Linked DNA regions of Larimichthys crocea: region 2 is linked to region 1. The links are chromatin contacts, called in public Hi-C maps. All regions are on one chromosome and are shown on one strand. Each heading gives the region's core, a stretch centred on a gene start, on an enhancer-like site or on the middle of the called end of the contact. The rest is flanking DNA. Distances are from core to core; before and after follow the strand shown. Region 1 holds the start of xxylt1 (xyloside xylosyltransferase 1). Region 2 holds the start of fam43a (family with sequence similarity 43 member A).

Region 1 (7,783 bases), core at 2,195-4,694:
GGGGGGGCTTGCGAGCCTGGTGCCATTATTTTTTCTAATCTCCTGATGGCAGCAGAGGACCACTTTCAGCCAGCAAGGAAGGGGCTCTCTGCAAATGACTTGTCCACTATGAAAACCACAACACAAATAACAGAGAGAGAAGTTTACAGCTAGATTGTAAGACATGGACACAAATGTACAATTTTTTCCCTTTTACATACCTATGCCAAGCACAGAAAAGCTTAGCTAATTTTGAATCACAATGGCTCAGATAAGTGTTTTTGCAATTCTACTAAAATAAAAAAACAACCTACACATCGTGAATGCATGTTCAGAGATGTGAGCGCACGCGAGAATAAAAACAGACACCCACCTTCAGCAAAAGGGACCACGATCAAGGCTCTGTCCACGAAGACGGTGTTCGTCAGGTGCTGGGAAACTCCCACCGATTCAGACTCAAGGAACTTTACAAAACAGACACGTGAAGTCACAGGCAAGGGAGAGTCACTGGAAAAAAATACAGATATGTTGTGCAAAGAATACAAACAAGGACAGCCAACATGCCTTCTTCAAACTGACTCGAATGAGTTTTGTGTCCCCTGTGACGACCAAGTTAATAACATGTTACGGGGCTGTAAAGTATAATCCACTCTCTGACGTCTACGTCCTCTGAACAGACCATCACATTGTATTATTCATAGTGTTAGCACAAATCTCATCAGCAATCAAACATCATGGTAAATCACTGACGCTTTGAAGCTTTATCTTTCTCACAGGTTGCCTGTGAGTGAAACTGATTTATTTAACTGTTATTATGTTGTTGTTACAGTCCTTGACAAGTCCTACCTGCCGAGAAGCCGGATGTAATTCGACAGAGGAGAATACAAAGCAGAGAACAAATTATTTCCTACTATCTTCTTGATTAAAATGCTGTATGTACTGAAGCGGGACCATAGGGATCACAAACAAGAAGTCACCGACTTTATTACAATGTTAATGTTAGATTTATTGGTTTTCCCCATTTTTCATTCATTAAAAAAAAAATAGCTGTTACATCAAGAGGTGCAGGGGTTTATTTACACTGTCGCTCATGAAGTGTCAAGACAAAAATGCACAAATGAATCATTTTACAGTGAGGTTAAACAAAAGTGTTTCAGTTTTCATTTATCAGACAGAAGGCTGTGGGCTTATACGCCTTTTCATTTACCCAAATGTGAGGAGTCACTACTAGGTCAGAAACAAATGACAGATTAAGAGGATGAGCATAAATCCACACCAGTAAAAATGGACGTCGATTAGTGGTGGTACTATCTGAATCCCGAAAGTCTGTGGAAGAAAGGGGGGTTTAAACCTACGCTAAAAGCCAGTCACACACACAGCACAGCGATCATCACACACCTCATGGTGACGCTAAGGGGAGTGACTGCTGCCGCGTTCACGAAGGGCGCGAGGCCTACTCGACGGTGCAAGGCCTCGAGACGGAGCCCGGCGTTAGCTCGGGGTAAAGATGTAAGAGTCAACAATACTCACTCGGGTGGAAACAGTTTGAGCTCCTCTATGTTCCCGAGGAATCCGAACAGAGTCCTCATCTGCTCGGAGGTGGTGCTCGGGGACACGTTGGTCACCTGGATGACGTGCGTGCTCGAGTTCATCTTCGCGGATGGCTAAGATCGAGCTAGCTAGCGTTGCGCTAGCGACGTGCCTGGATTCAAAACAAAAACAAACAAACAAAAAAACGCGAGCTAAGGTTTAGTGTCTACGACGAAAATAACATTAGGCGAACGCACGGCTCAGCATCTTTCCTGCAGGTACAGAAGATGGTTAAACATTTACCGCCGACGAGAACACAACGGCCGCGGGCACCCAGCAACAATGCCACCGCCGAATGTCGTGAGGCAGGAGTGATGCCTTCACGGGCAATTTGTAAGCTCGGACCCGTGAGTTTCGTTCAAGTAGATATACTTTATTCATCACACCGCGCGGAAATGTACTTGTTACAGCAGCAGAGGAAAGTGTAGCATACACTACAGAATTAGAAAAAAGTAGAAAAGGCCAACAAGAACAAACACAATAAACAGACAGAAATATCTATAACCTACACAATAAACACGAAAAACAATGAACCTTCAAAACAGGCAAGTACTGAGGATAAAAGTGGCATGATATATAAAAAGAGTATTGTAATGTAAAGTGACCATAGTGTAAGAAAATATTGCAAAGAAAGTGACCATGATACAAATAATAATCTTTTTGCAAGAGTAGTGAGCATAATACAAATAATATTACAAAAGTAAGTGACCGTGATATAAATTATAACTGCAAGGTATAAATGAAATAAAATAGAAAAAAATTGCAATGAGAGTACTAGGCCAAAATTATGACATAATGTGTTTGGTGAAGATGTAACAGTGGTGGAAGAAGTAATGGGAACCGTCACCTAAGTTAATATGACCAAAATACTTTTTTAAAAACTTATAAGCTTAATTTAAAGGTTCAGTGTGTAGAATTTAGTTGCATCTAGTGGACTAATCGCTGCATTGCAATCTCCTCGCATCACCCTTACATTCATGGTGTAAAGGAGAAACAACACTTTAAGGACCCCGTTTAGAGTCACAAATTTAGTTTGTCTGTTCTGGGCTACTGTAGAAACACGGTGTTTCAACATGGTGGCCTCCATGAAAGAGGACCCGCTCCCACTGTAGATATAAAAGGATCATTTTTATTTTTTTGATTATTATTTTAAGGTGATTATACATGCATGAAAACATAGTTATGAATGTTATATTCCATGTTTGCCTTATTCTAAAAATATAGTCCCCAAATCTTACACACTGCACCTTTAACTGTGCAATCTTTTCTATTTCTGTAGTTCTGTTTCCACTTTTATTATTATTCTTATTATTATTATTATTATTCTTATTAAACTTTTTATAGTTTTCTATTTGTAAGTCAGATCTTTGCACCTGTTTAAGTTCTGCTGCTATCTCTAAGCTAATTTTATAGCCTGACCCTTATTGGATTTTTGAGGCTGATACTGATTAATATTTGTGAGTTTAAAATGATCCAATAATAATATGTTATTTAATATTTGTGAGTTTAAAATGATCCAATAATAATATGTTATTATATGATGATATTTACATTATGTTACATAAGCAGGACAAAGAGGAGAAATGTGAATCATGTGTTATTGTGTTGTGTTATTTTTAAATGTTTAACTTCAAGGCAAACAATATATAGTATCATTGCCGGTGTAGAAACAACTAACCAAGTCTTTGTGTTGTTAATGTTTTAACAATTATTATGCTACAAAATAAGGTTTTGGTAATTCTACATACTGAGCAGAATCTATCAGACGAGATTAAAAAGAAGAAGTCAGCAAATTGAAATTAAGTCAACTATCATTCTTTGCTCTATCTGTTCGTACGTAAAAATGACACCTGGCATTTTTCCAACTGTACGTGAAGGCATCATGCCTCGGAATACGGCTGCTCATAGTGGGCGTGGCTAAGGTTGCGTCACAGTATTTCGTTGCTAGGCTGCTAGCTTAGGGTTTCTCCAAATCACGTCTTTTTTTTATCGTTTATCTTTATTGAAACACAAAACCGTGCAAATAGCGCAGTAGTTTTACAGCGACATGGGTACTCAGAGGCATACCGGTGATTTTAAGCAGTGCTCGGCTCAGTGTTTGGGTTAAACAAACAGTATCTCTCTCTCAACTCATCGACCCACGTCTGGGCGCAAAGTCGCCGCTTGCTAACTTCCTAGCATCTTCGCTTGTGTCAGCAGGTTTCTGCAGCGTTTATGACTCCACGTTTTGATGATATGACATTGTTTCAATGTTAATAGTGTCGTTAAAGTTCAGTGTAACCTTGGTTAATGTCGTATTGCTTCATAAAAGTTAAAGATCCGGTGCATGTTCACAGCTCAGGGCAGCTTAATCCGCCAACAAGCTGTCAAGATGGACCTACGGAGACCAACACGAGACAGGCAAGTGGATGCACCCCTGCAGAAGTAAATGATATTTTCTGTGCATGATAACAGCGTGATTTACGGTGTAACATTGGCGGGAGATTTATGAAAACCCTGCCTGCAGAGGTCTGGGAAGCCACAAGTGTACCTAATGTTTATGGAGAGAGGCAAAAGTCTAAGTGAGAGGGGTTAAATCAGCATAAAATTAAAAGTACAGGAGCAATGCAATAAATAGCAAATATAAAGGGGACATAAGGGACTTAAACAGGATTGTAATTATCTGTCTGGCATGTTACCTTCACATTATTTCCATGGACGTGGGAAATAAGGATGCTGACTTTCTCTTTTACAGGCATTTACTGTATATGTGTTATATGTATTTGTGGTAGAGGTTTGAATGCTTTTATTTATTCTTTATCAATCATGTGTCGACTATAACAACAGTATTTCCAACACAGATTACAGGTTGGATCAATCACACATGGACACACCGAGGTGTTTTTAGGGAAGTTCGAGTCCCACTGAATCAAAGGCACCAAAGATGTCAGGACGTGTGGTCAGACAGACTCAGAGAGTTCAACTCAGTCGGCTGCAGCTAGACTACATGAGATACAGGATGTGTGATTCGATCGATCTAAGTAGTGAAATATATCTAGTAACTAGAGGTGGTAACTAGAGCAGTTTAAAAGTGCTGTACTCTTCGTTAGCTTTGGTAGATCTGTAGTTTTCATGCATTGGTTCCTGTGTTGTTGCTTTGACACTGTGAAAATGAGTTATTTATATGTAGCATATGCAAAAGAAACGAATGCCGCACAGCATTTTGTATGACACGATTAAATAGACTAGACCAGCGTTTCTCAAACTTTTTACACCGTGCGCCACCTCAGAAAATATTTGGCTCTCCAAGTACCACCATCAGAAACAAATACAGTCGACCCTGTTTGGCTACAGATCGTTCTCATAGAAGATTTGTTTATTTTACACCATGTCTTTACATTTTATGGTAAAAAACTGCCAAACCATGACAGCAAAAGGCCGTAAAATATGCCAAGAGGTATGACTGCGTTTCCTGTAAGTAGTAAAACACAGTCATATTTCAAAACCTTTATTTATACACTATTTTAATGGAACGTATACAGAATAACGTATTTTATATTAGAGACTGTTACTATACAGTAAAACACATTATTTAATATTATATAATAATATTTAATGGCATATTTTATGGTCATGGTTTGGCAGACAGACCTACAGATATTTTAATATATGGTACAAATCACCAACCTTAAATGTGAAATCAACAGTACAAAAATCATTTTACTGTAATATTTTAAAAAGTTCTACTGTAATTCAACCACAGCTGCCAGTTTTTTTTTTTTTACCATACAAACAACAGTTTTTTACAGCTTATTGTTGACTGTTGTTGATCCTGAACAGAACCAGAGCTGATTTTGTGAAAAGTGTTACTCTTGCTCTGCACTTTTCTCCTCCACTTACTGAGTTGACTTATTTGAGCTCATGTTACTACTGCTTTTTACCAGTGCTGGAATGTCTGAATGAGTACTCTGTCTCTTACAGGAAAATGTTGGCAACCTACAAACATATGAGGGATACAAAATGGTGAATATTTTCCCATGTCCACCCCCATTCTCATGACACCAATAGGGAGATATGGGCATCCTAAGACTGGTAGTCAGAATCATGGGTAGGATCAGTACTTTCAGGTCCTATCAGTTTGTGCTGCTCCTGGCTGCCGCACTTGCTGTTGTAGCTTTTTACTACTTTGGCTCAGAGAGGCAGAACTTCTCCACCACCACAAAGAGGATCAAGCAGACCCAGGCCAGCCACAACACCAACAGGAACGATGCAGACCTTACAGTGGACACCAGGCTCCCACACACAGCTGGATCTGAGGAGCAAGGATGGGAAGAACAAGATGTAGGCGGAGAGAGTGAGGGATTTAGGCCCAGGATGGTGGACAGTGATGCTGGTGACCGTCGCTATCACGCACTCATGATGTTTACCAAGGTGGACAAGAGCCGGAGCCTGCAGGACAAGTTCAAGGTGGCCATGTTGTCTATGGTTAAGCATGGACGCTTCCAGGAGGGAGAGGTGTTGGTCCTTCACTTTGTGAGTGACCCGACCAGCAAAGAACTGGGAGAGAGGATGCTGCAGGAATTTCTCCTTGATGCAACGTTTAAGTATGAGGTAGGCGGTCTAAACATGTTTGCACTTGATTATATGTTCATTTAAATATAAGATGACCTCATTATTTGACTGAAAGAAATAAGTTTAGCTTCTTGTGAAGTTACTTTTGATGTACATTGGGTTGTTCTCATGCTGTTGAAAGTAAAAAGATTTAATTAGCTCACACTTTAGAGTCAGATGCAAAGTCAGCTTGTAGTCTGTACAACATGTCGTCTGACTACGCCAGGAGACGAGAAGATCAAACATGACTGAGATCAAATATTGTACAGATAATGATAATAATAATAATGGTACAGACTTCTGGGTTGTCTCTTCTGAAATGTATCCATCGTGTTGTACTGGTTTGTACACATGAGAAGTGAATAGTTGTGGAAAGAATAAAATAATGGAGTAGTTTAAGTTCTTGCTTTTTTAGACGATGACAAATGAACTTGCTTTTCGACTTGAATTGTCAGATGCAGACCTGATTTCCAATGTTGGACAGATGACAGGATCTGAGGTGCTGTTCAACGTACTGACAAGCACGTCATTTGAAGCACACTGACCTCTTTACCCAGTCCTCCGTGAGAAAGACCTGTAGTGCTGTTTAAGGTTGAAGCACATGGTGGCAGTGTTGGCCTTCCAAACTTGATCTCTCACTAATGGGCATATCCCTCCTACTGTGTCCTCACTGCCAAAACAGAGGATTATGTCGCCTCTCTGTGGCGCTTTCTGTTGCATGCTATGTCCTGCCCTGTTTCTCCTCTTTTGTATTCTTCACAGGACACACAGACATAAACTTGTTTACAAATTACTTCCTTCTAAATCCTCACCAGCTAGGCCTTTTCTCTCAGGAATGTGTCATCATGTACAACATCTGGTGTGGATGTTACAGCTCTGTATTAGCTTAGGCTCAAGCCGCGCCTGCTTTGGATTGGTTAGAGGTTTGCTCAGCTTGGCATCTTGGCAGTTTTTGAGCCTGTTGGTCTGATTGCTTTCTTGTTCATCTCTATACTCAGACTGAGATCAGAGTCTTGTGGGAGCACAGCTGAAGTGTAAATTGTAAAATACATATACAAATATTAGACAGGTTTTCTGTTCAGATCTGACATGTGACGGTGAAATGAAGTGAAACCCGTTACATGGATATAAATTGGATCTGTTGAGTTACCAGGGTGTTAAAGAAGAGTACAGCCAAAACTGGTATGCAGAGATTATCCCCCCACCCCTTCCTGTGAATAACTATCCGTCAAGTCAAAGTTGGCCAAGATACAAAACACATATTTAGGACATTTGCAGGGGTAGTACAAAGGATTGACAGTATTAGCGAGACATTGAGGTGTCCTAGAATGATACAAAAATATATAATTATGGCAGTCTTACATTAACGGCATCACAAACAAATAGTCACTAAAAGTTTGCCAATAAGAAACACATTTGTTGGTTACATTTAATTAAACTGTCAACCAAAAATCAGTTTGAAAGCAGAGTGTTGATGTAGGAATACAGCATAGATATTTATATATATTAGAGATGTTACGAGTTTAGACCACCCTAACCGCATGGGTCTGTTAGTTGTTGGTAGTATGTGCTCGTCACTCAATTGTGCATAGCAAAGCCTGATGAACACTTTTTGGATTTTAGC
Region 2 (7,783 bases), core at 3,878-6,377, 130 kb after region 1:
TGCCAGATTCATTTACTGTTTATTTGAGCATGGATGGGGATAAGTTTATTGTGGGATATATTTTAATGATTTTTCAGGGCATCCCTGCACAGAGCAGTAAGTGGAGAGTCCACAGAAAATGTTCAGTGTAACCTGTGGTATGGTACTTGCACTTTCCCTGACTATTTTAATTTTATTCTACTTCCTACTTTTGCTTCTCTACATCTCAGAGAAAAATAATGTAGTTTTTACTGACAATATGAAGCATATTTTTGTAGATTTAACTTCCTCAGAGTTAAAAAAAATAGTTAAAAATGTCTCCACAATGTCACATGAGATAAATAAGTAACAGGAATATGAAAACATTCTAAAAGGGGGCATCCATTTCATCAGCATTTTTTTTTGATAATTATTTATTAGAAGGAAGTGATATAATCTTTAATCAATGTCACTTCCTAGTCACGTCCTACTAGTACAGCTATTATGATTTTAGTAAGTAGGGATGATAAAATTTCAAATGCATGTTTCTCTGCACAAATGCAACATTACAGCCGTGGCATTGCTTAGTTGTACGGTATAAAGCAAACTATAGCTATTCTACTGTTCGAATGGCTAACACTAGGAGGATCAGTAGTAGCATCAGTTCTTTAATCACTTGTAATCGAGTGTTGATCGACTATATTTTGATGATTGATAAATCAACAATGTAGAACTCATAGTTTTGACTTAAGGTTTTAGACTGTTGGACAAAACAAACAAATTAAGGATGTTAAGCTTTAGAAAGATGTGACAGGTAGTTTTTTTTGTTTGTTTTGTTTTTACTATTTTCTGACACTTTATTGAATTAATCAGCAGAAGAATCCACAGATTAATATAAATATAAGCGCTTGCTGCAGTGTGGTTAATATGTTATATTATATTTAAAGTCTTCAAACTCTCAACTCAACTAAAGATCCATAAAGTATTTCTAATATTGTGTCATCATTCGTCATTGAAAAACTAAGGATTCCTTTGTCTGTTCCTGAATAGTATGATTGATAACGGCTGAAAGATAGGCAGGTGTTAAAAGCCAATGCCAACACACTTCTGCAACACTAATTCCGTGACTGACAATTTCTTTGTTGATTGTGTAGCCTTTTCTCCCTGTGACTCACACATGCCAGACAGTAGGTAAAGCAAACACCTGAGTATTTGTTCGAGGGAAAAGCGAATGTGACATGTGATTATCAAGAAACCTCTCTTTTTTTTTTATTCTCTCTTATCAGCCAGGAACTCTGTTCTCTCCCTTGGCAGCTTGAAACGTGTTCTGCAACCACTTGTTGTCAGCAAACACCTTCAAACCTTTAATTGTGTGAGTGGACTTGCTGCACGTGTGGCTGATATCCAGTTAACTCTGGAAGATTGCGTGACCGGGATTGCTTTTGCAGAGGTGGGACACAAGAGAGGCTGTATGAGAATGTAGGTCAGGAAGAAAATATCCGACCATAAGTGCAGCTGTAAAAAACAGGAACAGAGAGCAAATGGCCTGTTACTCTGTCTTTACGTTTATGTGGTAAGAGCAGTGGCTGTCCACTAATTACATTAAGCTGTGCACATGCTGATGATGTCATGCTGTCTTTTTCTGCAAGCAGCAGACAGTGAAACATCCTTAGGAAGAGAAGCTAACTATTTTGGGTTTCTGTGGTCTGACATGCACAATTAGCATATGACAAGCCGCAAATACAGCAGCAACAGTCTCGATTTACAGTGTGTGTGTGTGTGTGTGTGAAAGCACATCAATTGATAATGAGCCACTGTGAAGCTTTTTATAGGATTCACCAACCCCACTGTCTCTGGATCTCATTTTAGATCCATGGTGGGAGTGTTTTTGTTTTCAGTGAATACCTTTGCATGCCCAATGGGATCGTGTCAGTTGGTGAAACACAGTCTGTCCAGATAACAATCCCCACATCCACCTCCTCTGGGTAGCAGCAGGCCTGTTTTCTCTCTCCTGCGTGTCTTATTTAGCCCTGTTAGTGTGTAGCATCAGTGGTGAGGTAAGTGTGAGAATGGGGAGCATCCCTGCATGCTGTAAGGGCCTTTGGGTGCAGCCCTGGCAGACAGACGCACAACACTTACGCATATCAATGCATCAACATCTGTGTGTTCCGGTTAATACTGTTCTGTCTTGGCCAAATGACTGGTGAGAACTGTGTGGCATGCATGCATGCGTGGGCCTGTTGCTCTGTGTGAAAAGGAAGTGACAGTGACAGGTCTCCCACATTTAAAGCAGCGTGTGGTGTCACATCAGTCTCTGAGCGCATGTCACAATTGCTGATATGTGCTCTGATTCTGTATTTTTGTCACTGTAGTTGTCAATTTCATTTCATATAAGGAAGTAATATAGTCTTTTATTAAAGTCTCTTCCGTTTATTAGTTGTAATTCTGGTGAAGTCGAGCTGACACATGTTGCTACTAGTGCAACTGTTATGAGTTGGGTAAGTAGGGCTGATTAAAATGTACCAGCTGGTACACGAACACACAGATGCAACATTACAGCTCACAGGTTTATACTACTTGTTTTTAAGAGATTCTTTGAAATGGCTCACCAGAGGAGGACAGACGTAATAGCAAATTTAAAAAAGGCAGTCACGGTGTTAAAAGACCTCGGGTGCTCCTTCTGCCTCGTCATTAAAAGGACCCATGTGATGTTCTAACTGTTTGTGCTTGTGGTGACGTCCTCCTGTGTGGCCTGGCTTCCCTGAGGCCAGTCAGAATGAATGAGCCTTCAGTACCTTAACTCAATAACTTCTACAGCCAGTTCCCTGAAAGCAATATGACGGAAAAAGGGTAAAGACCCAGCCAAGACTGTTAAATGAAACTCATACACACCAACACAGATACTCAAGTGAGAATATATGAAACTATACAAGTGAGATACGTCTTCCTTTGTTCCCTCTTTTCATGTGACTTTTAGTCTGCAGTGCAAATCAGACCACAATTTGAGACAAAGGAAAACACAACCTACGTTTTCCAAAACAAAACTACACAGACTTCAACAACTTTATATATTTTTTTCTTTTTTATTGATAATTCTATGAGGTTCACATAACAAACCACATTTTTATTCTTTAAAAAATAACAGATTTATACTTAAAACATCTTACTTTACATCTTAATACATAACAGTGTTTTTTTCTTTTGCACAGCAAAGATATGACATTTATGTTTCGGACAACATAACAACAAACATTATGTACATGTAGTCAACGTAATACTTGAATGAACTCTACAACAGTGCAAAATAAGATAAAATGAACACGCTATTACAAAAGCGCCCTGACAGGAGAATTAAGGATGCCTGTTTAGACCCACTGAACCACTTAGGAATTCAAGACAAACTTGCTTTTAAAACGGAAAAGTTTTTTTATGGATCTTGATGAGCATTTTTCAACAGAAAAACAAAGAGGGAAAAACTTATGGTAAACAAGCTTGAGGCTACAACAAATCCTCTTAAATAAAATAGATGGAATTAGTGCCGTGCGTCCTAAGACGCACTGGGATTTTGTCGGGTCTTTCAAATGGGCATGCACTTGTTTTTTTTTCTGGGTTTTACACAATCTTAAAACATCATTCAGTAGCCTAAGTGTGTCCATGTGCTAATGTCCCAAAGTGTTAATTGTCCCAAAACCGTAGATGATCTTTCCTGAATCATCTCAATTAGTCGTGGAGGCACAGATTAGACAAACAAGGTTGACGGCAGAGGAAATGTTTCTTGTGGAGACAAAAACAAAAAAACAACAATGCGTCAGAGGCGCCCAGAAATGCCTAAAATTATTCAGGCAATTTCCTGCACCTTTACCTCCTCAAACCCATTAGTGAGCAGAGGGGGCTCCTGGTTGCTCTCTATGGAGGATTCACTCCCCGTGCTCTCTCCAGAGAGAAGTCTGGTGACTCTGAGATCAGCTTTTAGTGTCTGCACGTCGTTTCCTATGCTCATCTCTCCCAAGTCATTGATAATCTGAGTCAACTCCTGTTTACCGTTGGCTACACAATCATCGTCCGTGTCCAAAATGTCCTCACACTCAAAGTGCATCGCCTTCTCCTCCTCCTCCTCCCCCACCAAGTCTTCTGTAATAGAGCCCAGCTTGGGCGCGCTCCGGCTGCGCTCCACCGGTGGTTTGTAGTAACACTGTCCGTTCAGCAGCTTCCTGAGGGGGACCAACGGGATGGTTTGTTCCCCTATGAGCTGCTGCTGCTGGTGCCTGGCATCGTCCCTGCGTTTTAGTCTTTTGAACTCAGCCAAGGCCGTGGCCGAAGTCTGGTACAGCAGCAGCGCCATGGCTTTTGCCTTCTCCGGTTTGGACACCAGCACTGCGTGACAGCGCAGCATCACGGCCTTGTGCTTCATTTCATGCCTGTAAATCCAGGCGAAAACCTTGGGTAACCTCGGGTCCGCGACACAGTAGGTTATCCGGTGCAATAAGTACAAGTGTCCCGGCCTCCTTGCCTTATCGTCCACATGCACCATCCGGATTCCCTGCGAGCTGATGGTCAGCCTCATCTTGGTGCCGTTCTTACCCATTTCGCTTTTGCCCCAGATCTTGCTCACCGCCACGTCCGTGCAGCCGTCCCCTTTGGACTGGATGGTGGTGGCATTCCCCAGGTAAAGCACCGTGTATGTGGGGTCCTCGCTGGTGATCTTCACCTTTTTCCTTTTTGACTTGAACATGCTGCCCACCCTGTTGAGTGCGCTCTCAGGGCAGGACTTGGCGAATGAGGTGAGCGCAGAGTAGTTGAGACTCACCGCATAGCCCTTCTGTTTGGACTGCTTATCTTCCTCTATCAGGTCGAACTTATTCTTCTTCCAAGGTAGCATTTTATTGCAGTCAACAGCAATAAAGTCTACTGAGAGAGAAAGAAAATAACAAACTTTGTATTACGAGTAAATCCTAGAAGTGTTTGTTGCCCTGTCAGGTCATTTATGAGCTACTCTATGAGAACTGAACGCAAAGACACCGTACTTCATCTGTTCATCCTCTGAACTCCTCCTGTCCATTGTGCTGTCCTCGGTCCTCTCTCAGTGTCGGGCAGAGTACGGCGAAGACACGAGCTTCACGGAATATATACAGGGAGAAACCATTTGCGAGCGTCTGTAGGGGGGACCGAACCAAATGAGAAGAGACCGAAAATTGTTTTGTGTTGATTTATACAAAACTTAACGTATGCCTACTGTTCTCACATGGCTGCGGCATAATTTTGAATACAGTTAATATTAATTATTGGAAATTGTATAGCCATAAATAACCATATAAATGATAATACTGACTGACTTATTATTTTCCCACTCCATCATAATTAAGGTTTTGTTGTTAACAGGCTGACAGTATTGTTCACATTTTTAAAAGAGACTTATATAATACATTTATTTTAAAAAATAACGAGTGACTTGTGTGTTTCTGCTTCTGAAACCAACTCAGTCACTATCAACAATCTTTTGTATCGCCAATTTTGACAATAAACGTCATGACGTGGTCAGAATGAAACGCATCGGTCTTATTTTTAAAATTGTGAAACACAGAAATTCAATATAAAGCAGACACAAATGTGTGTCATGTGAGTCAGTCATCACATTGCTATGTGAGGATGTCACTCTGACATACTGCTGCTTTATGCTGCCACCTTTTGGTTCCTATCAGAAGTGTGTGTGTGTGTGTGTGTGTGTGTGTGTGTGTGTGTGTGTGTGTGTGTGTGTGTGTGTGTGTGTGTGTGTGTGTGTGTGTGTGTGTGTGTGTGTGTGTGTGACGATGGAGGAGGAGTTATTTATCACTTTGTGCAACACTAACTTTTAATTTGTTGTTTTTAATCTAGTTTAAAAGTGTATATATTCACGAAGACTGCATTCATATTCATCTGACTGCAGGTCGGCGTGAGGAACCAATGTTGGCACTGTTCCGGTTTCTTCAGGGCACCGTTGATAGCTGGACAGTCAAAGTGGACTGTACCATAAGTACGTAACTATAAACGCTCACAATAAATCAGATATTAACTCTGTTTGTAAGAGACGAACTATTAAGATGTGAAATCCGTAACTATATAAATTAATAAATTCATATATACAAGTAGCTGAGGTCGATTCCTCCGAATATTAGATTGGATTACATTGGTTTGTCCCACTTCCGGTTCATACGACAACAACGCAGTGCACATGGGTTGCAGATATCGTGTTTGCGGCTCTTCGTGTATTTTAAATTAAAGCGTCCCGAGTGGAGTCGTGACATCAGAAGTTATGGGTAAGAAGAAGACAGGCGGAGGAGCCGGGCTGGGCCGAGCTCTGATGAAGGAGAGACTGCAGGCGGGCCGAGGAAACAAGAAGGGCGACTCGTGGGTAAGGACATGGCAACAAGTATCTCACTAAACACGCTGCAGCAGAGCGCAGAGGGGAGCTACCTGTCTGTGATGTGTTATATTAAGATCACTGTTGTTCTTGCCTCTCACACGCTTCATGTGTGGTTCAGCAGAGCTGTCAGTAGAAAAATCTCATTTTATCGCTGCTCTGCCTGTCGAGAATGTAAAGTACCTAAATTAATACACGTCTGTAATAATAAAGCTACCGTGGTGAATTGGGCACAGAGCTAAAAAGTATACGTTTTTTCTGTTCAAGTTTATTTTATTTTTCTGTACATCTCAGATCCAGATGTTATTTGTATAGCCCAAAGTCACAAAGTACATTTGCCTCAGAGGGCTTTACAATCTGTACAGGGAGTGACACCCTCTGTCTTTAGACCCTCGGTTCGAGTGAGGAAAAACTTTTAAAAAATGTGGAAGAAACCTCAGGAAGAGCCACAGAGGAGGGATCCCTCTCCCAGGACGGACAGACGTGCAATAGATGTCACGTGTACAGAACAACTCAACACAAACATATTGTACAATTACAATAAATGATAAAATGCCAATGAATCACAATGAGTGATAAAATGATTACAGTAGCAGTGGAACCTGTGATAGAGACAGAGAGACACGGATGCACAGCGGCATCTGCATGTTCTATAAGACTCGTGTGGTTTGTCATGAATGTAATCTTTTACTTGTTTCACATTCGCAGCTCCACACCAGTGAGCTGAATGATGGCTATGACTGGGGACGGCTAAACCTGCAGTCAGTGACTGAACAGAGTTCGATGGAGGACTTTCTGGCCACTGCTGAATTGGCAGGAACAGAGTTTGTCGCAGGTAAATAATACCTCATATAACTCATGTGTAGGTCTTGAATTTTATGTATGTTGGGGCCAAAGATAAGACAGCATTCTCTGACACGTATGTTTAATGTAAACAACTAAACTGAATGCAGACAACAAATCCAGACTAGTTTCTGCACAGCAAATTTCGGCTTGTATCTGTTTAAACAATGTTGGATCTGGCCGTACTGTATCCACTATGTTTCCTAGGATTTGAATTGACCTTTGTTCGTAGAGTTACAGTTTGCCTCACTTTTACTACTTAGAGGATCATAGATTCATGTTTTCTTTGTTCTGGATGAAATTGGAATGTGTGCAGCAGCTTCGAGGGCGCTTGAATATGTTTTGCCTTTAAATGTTACTGTGTTATTCACTGTACTGCTGATTTCATTGCTGTTCCTGAATGTTTCCTGCGTTTTTTGGGGGTTTTTTTTTCCTTAGAGAAACTCAACATCAAGTTTGTGCCAGCCGAAGCTAGAGCAGGCTTAATAACAGCTGAGGAGAGAAGCAGGCTTGCAAAGCTGCATGAAGAAAACAAGCATTTCCTCAGAATCCCTCGACGGTAAGTAAGAGTAACAGTAGCAGATG

The links. A called contact is a pair of places that touch in the nucleus more often than the background predicts.
Region 2: a Hi-C map of muscle shows a contact between it and region 1, with 4 times the contacts expected there. The contact joins the promoter of fam43a here to the promoter of xxylt1 in region 1. A contact is called at or near these places in 4 of 7 Hi-C or Micro-C datasets (all in muscle).

Annotation. Positions count from the first base shown.
Region 1 is chrXVII:22,630,530-22,638,312 of L_crocea_2.0, forward strand. xxylt1 (xyloside xylosyltransferase 1) reads left to right here and starts at 3,445. Exons shown (of 5, transcript XM_010729292.3): 1 at 3,445-3,969; 2 at 5,530-6,159. The coding sequence starts at 5,623. LOC104917762 (serine/arginine-rich splicing factor 11) reads right to left here and starts at 1,912. Exons shown (of 13, transcript XM_010729295.3): 1 at 1,813-1,912; 2 at 1,510-1,681; 3 at 353-486. The coding sequence starts at 1,631.
Region 2 is chrXVII:22,757,335-22,765,117 of L_crocea_2.0, forward strand. It overlaps fam43a (family with sequence similarity 43 member A), which reads right to left and starts at 5,128. Exons shown (of 2, transcript XM_010736641.3): 1 at 4,983-5,128; 2 at 3,031-4,863. The coding sequence starts at 4,837. The coding sequence ends at 3,797. It overlaps lsg1 (large 60S subunit nuclear export GTPase 1), which reads left to right and starts at 6,013. Exons shown (of 14, transcript XM_019254994.2): 1 at 6,013-6,346; 2 at 7,064-7,190; 3 at 7,637-7,757. The coding sequence starts at 6,248.